Regions from separate parts of the Mus musculus genome. Here region 1 is linked to region 2. A link is a contact called in public HiChIP or PLAC-seq data. All regions are on one chromosome and are shown on one strand. Each heading gives the region's core, a stretch centred on a gene start, on an enhancer-like site or on the middle of the called end of the contact. The rest is flanking DNA. Distances are from core to core; before and after follow the strand shown.

Region 1 (3,213 bases), core at 508-3,007, 220 kb after region 2:
ATGATGGTGTAGCTCCCCAACAAAGCCCAGCCTCCTTGGGGCTGCAGTCACGAATATGATCTAGGGATTTGCTGGGGGAACATATCACTGGGGTAGTAGTCCGCCTTACCAGTGCACCAGGTACTCTGTGTTAATTAGTACTTATATATTAATGGATGTTTGGGGTTCTGTAAGTTTAAAGAAAGGTAACACAACAGATAATACCATCGTGCATCTTTTGAGTTCCTTTCCTGGAGAATAACTAATTTGTCACTGAATTGTTAGGATATTAAAGGTGAACCCAGAGAGCAGAGAGGATCACACATGGTATCTTTACATGGAGGGCAAGAGAGAGAAAAGCTTTTTTTTTTACAGACATGGGCAGGGAAGATTCTTATTTTAAAAGATCCTGACAGAATGTAAAAGGTCACAGAAGCCCTGAAATTGGCAAGATTGATGTCACTGTTAGCAGAACTAGCTTCACTGATTTAGAAAAAATAGAGGTGCACAATGCTCTGGCCACTCCTTGAACCTGTGTGTCTGCCAATGTTTTGACCATTCCTTGAACCCATGTGTGTGCCCACTGCTGCACCTCACTGCCAGGTGTTTGTGATATTGGTTGCTGGGAGAGTCAGAAAATCTCCCCAGCAACCACAGCCCAGCCAATCCGGAGTTGCTACACCTGCACCAGACTCTTTCCTTGTACCCCTCCCATACCCATTTCTTGAGAATAGACATTGTTTAGATCTGGAAATCCCCTACTCCCCCCTTCTCCTTCCCCCCAGGGCCTATAAAAACTGAGACCCCTTTCCCCTCAGGGTCGACTCCTCTACTCCTGCGTGGGATGTGAGTCGTCCCCAGAGCTCTAGCTTTCCCCGAATAAAGCCTCATGTGGTTTGCATCAAGCTTGGTCTCTCATGAGTTCTTGGGTGTCCGCTATTGTCCTGAGGCCTGAGCGAGGGGCTCCTCTCGGAGTCTTTCAATTTCACACTTAGATAGCTTCAGTCAGAGGAGTCTGCTGGGGCAAAGACAGTAAGAGACTAAATTATGTACAGTCCGGCTGTGTGACTTCTAAAATTAGTAAGTTTTTAAAAGTCCATTAAGAAGAGAAACTAGAGGGGTTTTCTTTCCTTGATAACACTAGGAAATGTGACCCAATACAACCAACAATATACAGGGTTTAATAACTTGAACCATTGGGCCATTTTGTTTCTTAGTTATAAGGATAACATTTTCCCAACTCGTATCAGGGATAAAGCCATATAATGAATAAAGTGGGTAAGCGCAGACTATAATCAAACTATAGCAACATGAAAGCTTTGTACAAAACTTCAATTTGCATAGAGGTGAGGATGTTTCGGAGACGAAAGACTGTGGTGTTGGCCTGGAATTAAGCAACTATGAACTGGGCTCCTTTTCCGGGTTTAAAATAACAAAATATGTTTGACTCCAAGTTGGGAGTTCTTTAGCACGCATGTACCTGGATCCAGTGGCTTGGTCAAGGGAGAACTACAACTCCCAGCAGCACCGGCGAGAGCGCAACTTCCGGGCCTAGAGTTTCTCTTGCCCCCTCCCTTACCACCACCCCACTTCTCTCACAAACAAGCCGACTTTTCGCTTCTAGCGTCGCCGAGTTCGAGATGGCATTGGCCATTGGCGGCGGACTTCCTACCTTGCAAGGAAGGGCTCAGGACTCGGCTAAGAGGAAAGTCGGGTCATAGAAAGCGGGAGGTGGAGGCTGCGGCTCAGGACGCCCAGGGACGTCATGTCCGCTGGGCGGGGCTTCCCGATCCCGCGCAAATCGAAAGGTCCATGGCTGCGCTTGCAGCAGCCGCTCGCCGCCGTTCTGAACCCCAGGTGAGCGAGCGAGCCCCTATGCGGGCGGCCGGGCGGTCACTGGAGCAGCGGGCCGTGTGGAGGAAAGTGGGGTCCCCATGACTCTGATCCACGTGCCTTCTGCCCCTCGGCGCGAAACCCGGATCTCCGGGAAGTGAGCGGGAGCGTGGAGCGCCTGCAGGCGACTGCCTCGGCCTCCGGGTCTCCCGCTTTCCGCAGAGGCGGGCTGACGTGTGTCCTTACCAACACTCGTACCTAGCGATGAATTCCCTTTGTATATGCTCTCTCCTGTGCAGGTTTGAGGAGCCACGGCGCCTGGAATGGACTTGTGTGCTATGCCTGTTCGTTCGGGAGACGGGACTAAGGTGAAGCCGCTGCTGCTGTTACCTCGGGTACCACCGGCGACCTTCTGGTGTTGATGCGCCACATGGCACTCAGTCACTTCTATACTAAAGAGGAAATATTTATTCGAGATTTAGTTGGCCTAGAAGAAAGAAACTTAAGGAAATTTCACGAAATGTAATTATGTCCCTCCCCCACCCCAACCCCCCCCCCCCCCAGCATGCACGAAATCATGTTTTAGAGACGTTGTCTTTTAAACGTAGTGGACTCGTTTTACACAGACCCACCTGCACCCAAATTGGCTGATGTTTAAAATTACGGGTTCATGCCCCCCTTTAGGGATTCATAGTTAATGGGCATGACCTTAAAGGTAAATGAATCTCTCAAGTGTCAGGGCTGCTAGCTAAGGGCATGGCCACTTTCCTGTGGTGTCAACAGGGCACCTCTGGCTTATCCCATAGTCTTTAAGAACATGATCTTAGGTCTGTTGAATCAGGTGCCTGTCCCTGTGACCTCACTGCTGAGAGAGGGGAAGGTAAGAGTGGAAAATCCCAGAGAGCTCAGCCTAAGACCTAACTAGCCTGGTGGACGCAGCTCAAACAAACAAGGTGGACTGCCTTTCACATCCTCCGATTCAAACTCCATCACGCATGCATCATACACAGAAAGAATAGTTGCAGAGGGTAATAGCCTTTGCTCTTGCAACCATGAGGACCTAAGTTAGAATCCTCCCCCCAGCCCCCTCCCCATTAAAACCCCCTGTGCCTGAGCCTGCTGGTAACTGCAGAGATTGGGAGGCAGAGGTGGCAGATCCCAAGACCTCATTGGGCCTAGTTGGTTCCGTAACACCCTGCCTCAAGGTGATAGACAGGTAGCAATAGAGGAAGACACCCAATGCCTTGCTCTGGGCTCTGCATGGATGTACCCACACACTCATTACATGCACACACTCCCTAATACAAATACCTGATCTTAGATGGTAATACTGTATTGGGAAGTGGCAAGCAGCTGCTGGAGTTGGAGTAGGAAGGCGGGGGTGGGGTGGGGGGGGGTGTT
Region 2 (3,207 bases), core at 424-2,923:
CCAGAATAAGATACCACGAGGCAGTGCTGCGTTGGCATTGGCAAAAAAAGGTTGGAAAAAAAAAAAACTATTGAAAAACACGATCTCTTGAAATGTCATACAGTTTCATGGTCACACTATGTCAGGGAAATATGGACATGACAGGACAGAGACATGCTTATCTTCCAGATAAAACCTGTCTTGAGCCTACAGAGTATAGAGCACACACTCTCTGTGATGGGGGTGCGGTGGGGGGTGCACGGCAGGGAAGCAAAGAGAAACTGAAGAGGAAACTGGGGCTGATATTTCTCAGCTTTTTACTTTGTGTTATCTACGAGATCCGTTCTTAAACTTTTGCATTATGTGGCATCTTTGTGGGCTTAACTTGTAAAATTAGACCCAACTGTATCATTTATAAAACACTGCCTACTAGAATGTAGTGTAGAACACAGCAATGCATGCATTTTGAGCCATTGAGCCAGAGGTGCTACTGAAAGCAGTTCCAATTCCTGAGTGCTTTGGGGAATTTTATCTATTGATAGTTTTATTGGATGCAGGTATACTGCACCAGATACTTTGATGAACAAGATGCTGTCCCTTACCCTACGTGTAGCTCAGGGGCTAATAGAAAAGGTGAACAAATATGGTGGGGGATGCTCCGTGAGCCACTGCAAGGAGAATATGTGAGTGGCTAGAGAATGAGGACTGAAGAAACATGAGCCAGGAGGCCCAGGGTGTAGAAATGGCCTGGAGAGGCAAGTAGGACCTTCATCATCCTGCTGAAGTGGGAATAAGATGTGCTTAAAGAAATCTGAGAGACCTAAGAAGGCTTAAACACCCAGGCTAGGATTTTACCTCGAGCCCTTCACTGTGTAGGGAATGGTTTGGAAAGAATCAAGTCTATCTGTAAGTTCTACCTCTATAAAAACAAATACGAAAGGGCTGAGAAGGTTGCTTGCTCAGTGGGTAAGGTACTTCCTGCACGATTATGAGACACCCCCAACACCCACTTAAAAGCTGGACATAGCACATATCTGCCTGTTCTAGGGTGGGGGTGGGGCCAACTCCAGGGGCTTGCTAGCCATAACAGTGAGCCTCAAGTTAGGTGAGAGAAAGTTTTGGATTTTTGCTGTGCTTGCAGGTGATAAACAGAGGACTCTTTGTCCTTGGGTCCCTGATAGCCATTGGAGGCACCTACCTACTTGTGCACCATCTGTCCCTGAGACCTCTGGAGTTCTTGAGAAGACCTGCCTGGATGGGAACCACTGGCTACTGGACTAGGAGTACAGACATTTCTCTGCAAGTTCCATGGAGTTACTAGGACAAATTCCCCCGTTCACCAACCATAGTGTCAAAGTTCTGGGTAGCAAATGTTTGATTCCTCTTCCATCTCAAGGGTGAAAAGCATGTCTCCATTGCCATATTCAGTTCACTGCTGGAAACTAATTGTCAGCCTAGAATTAAGCGTGGTGAGGAGTTTGTGTATTTGTCAGCTGAGCGAGGGAAGAATCTGTCTTGACAGGGTCTCATCGGTTTGCGTGCTTGGGCTGGGCCTCTTCCAATTTAAAAATGCAATAACCAACATCTCTTTCACTTCTCAAAAGAACCCATGTTTTTTCCTGTAGAGGACAATATAGGATCAACAACACTGCTTGCCTAGTGCTACTTCCTCTTAATGCAGTAGATGGGGCTTGCAGGCTCATAGCCACTTGCTATGGTAGAGCTGAGAATGAGAGACAAGGTGTTCTGAAGAGTTCCAGGATATATCTGTTTTATTTCCCAGTCTCCAGATCTCAGAATTATTATGTTTTTAAAAAGAAGGAAAGAGCTATCAATGGCATTCTAAGTGAAGGATGAGAAAGGGTTGTTAGTAGTAATAAATTTATAGCAGGGAGGAGAGGAGATAGGAGGGTGTTTTCCAGAAGCATGGAGACACAGTTTAGTCCACTTCAGACGTACAGAAGTGGTTCCTTGACTGTCCCACGGACAGACGCAGAAGTTAACTTCATCATCAGAGTGCAGTGCACAGATACCCTCTCCGCTTCTGTCTTCTCCAAGCTGGCTGACTGGGACCCTTAGAAGTTCTTTTCATTGTCAATTTTGAGAGCTACCATAATAGTTAACTAGAAAATCAAAACCCGAGGAAATAAAGATAAAACAAATTGGCATTTCCCATAATGTCAAAGACATCCTTGGGTCTTAACAATCTATATTTGATGTGTAGGGAAAGAAAAATCATTGTTTTCCTGGTAAGGGATGTAGCACTGTGGGAGAGCGCTTATGTAACCTGCATAGGACCCTGGGTTAGATTCACCAGCACTGCAAAAATAAACAGAAACATTGTTCCTTTTAGTTATCTCTTTGTTTTGTTTAAAGATTTATTTTATTTTATTTATATGAGTACACTGTAGCTGTCTTCAGACACACCAGAAGAGGCCATAAAATCCCATTGCTGATGGTTGTGAGCCATCATGTGGTTGCTGGGAATTGAACTTAGGACCTCTGGAAGAGCAGTCAGTGGTCTTAACCACTGAGCCATTTCCCCAAGCCCCCTTTTATTTATCATTGTATTTATATTTTTTATATATATATATCATATATTATTTATATATCATTGTATTTATCATTTTATTTATATTTCATTGGCAATGGCTAATATAACAGGCAGATTGTCAAAGGAAAGCAAACTGAAGTTTAGGAGCATGTATGTATATTTCATATGCATATGGCAGATGGTCAGAAAATGAGCTGAGAGATGACTCAGTTGTTAAGTATGTGTGCTGCTCTTGAAGAGGCTCCTAGTTCAGCTCCCAGCACCCATTTCAGGCAGCTCACAATTGCCCAGAACTTAGCTCAGGAGATCCAACCCCTCCGGCTTCCTTGGGCTCCTGCACCCCTGGGCACATAACCACATAGACTTGCCTCTGCAAGAGAATTAAAAGTCTTTAGAGGCCATAATTTCTGGAAGAAGCAAGGAGGTGCATAGGAGGAGTTGGAGGGGAAAAAGGAAGGGAGGAAATGATGCAATTTTAAGTTAAAAAACAAAAGAATATTTAAAAGGGGAATCCGGGTAATATGCTCCATTGTTGGGAGAGCTTAAATAAAAATCTAGTACATTTTGAAAAACATATCAAAAGACATGTAATCTGGCTTATAAAGCTCTGACTTACATCATCTTCAGCAGGAAGTAAAGTTTTAGACACATGCCAAAGGATTGAAATCCCTGGG

What was found. HiChIP or PLAC-seq counts read pairs in DNA pulled down with a chosen protein or histone mark.
Region 1: a contact with region 2 is called in an H3K4me3 HiChIP or PLAC-seq map of bone marrow-derived macrophages, with 4 times the contacts expected there. The contact joins the promoter of Exo1 here to the enhancer-like site in region 2. A contact is called at or near these places in 4 of 39 promoter capture datasets (3T3-L1-derived adipocytes, the C10 cell line, the HPC-7 cell line and 1 more), 1 of 15 datasets of contacts at CTCF or cohesin (CD8 T cells), 2 of 484 Hi-C or Micro-C datasets (B cells and cochlea), 7 of 115 datasets of contacts at active chromatin or transcription factors (bone marrow-derived macrophages, embryonic limb bud, embryonic stem cells and 3 more) and 3 of 9 other capture datasets (adipose tissue, liver and pancreatic islet).

What each region holds. Positions count from the first base shown.
Region 1 is chr1:175,879,021-175,882,233 of GRCm38.p6, forward strand. It overlaps Exo1 (exonuclease 1), which reads left to right and starts at 1,758. Exons shown (of 15, transcript NM_012012.4): 1 at 1,758-1,836; 2 at 2,112-2,180. It overlaps Gm36360 (a long non-coding RNA gene), which reads right to left and starts at 1,735. Exons shown (of 3, transcript XR_373723.2): 1 at 1,652-1,735.
Region 2 is chr1:175,658,523-175,661,729 of GRCm38.p6, forward strand. Kmo (kynurenine 3-monooxygenase (kynurenine 3-hydroxylase)) reads left to right here. Exons shown (of 15, transcript NM_133809.1): 14 at 1-50; 15 at 1,121-2,331. The coding sequence ends at 1,300. Among named protein-coding and RNA genes, the nearest start is that of Kmo, 28 kb to the left of the region's middle. Within about 2 kb of position 1,674, at least 20 of the 459 cell types and tissues checked have an H3K27ac peak or open chromatin away from gene starts, as enhancers often do. A contact at or near this core is called in B cells, adipose tissue and bone marrow-derived macrophages, where this site is marked.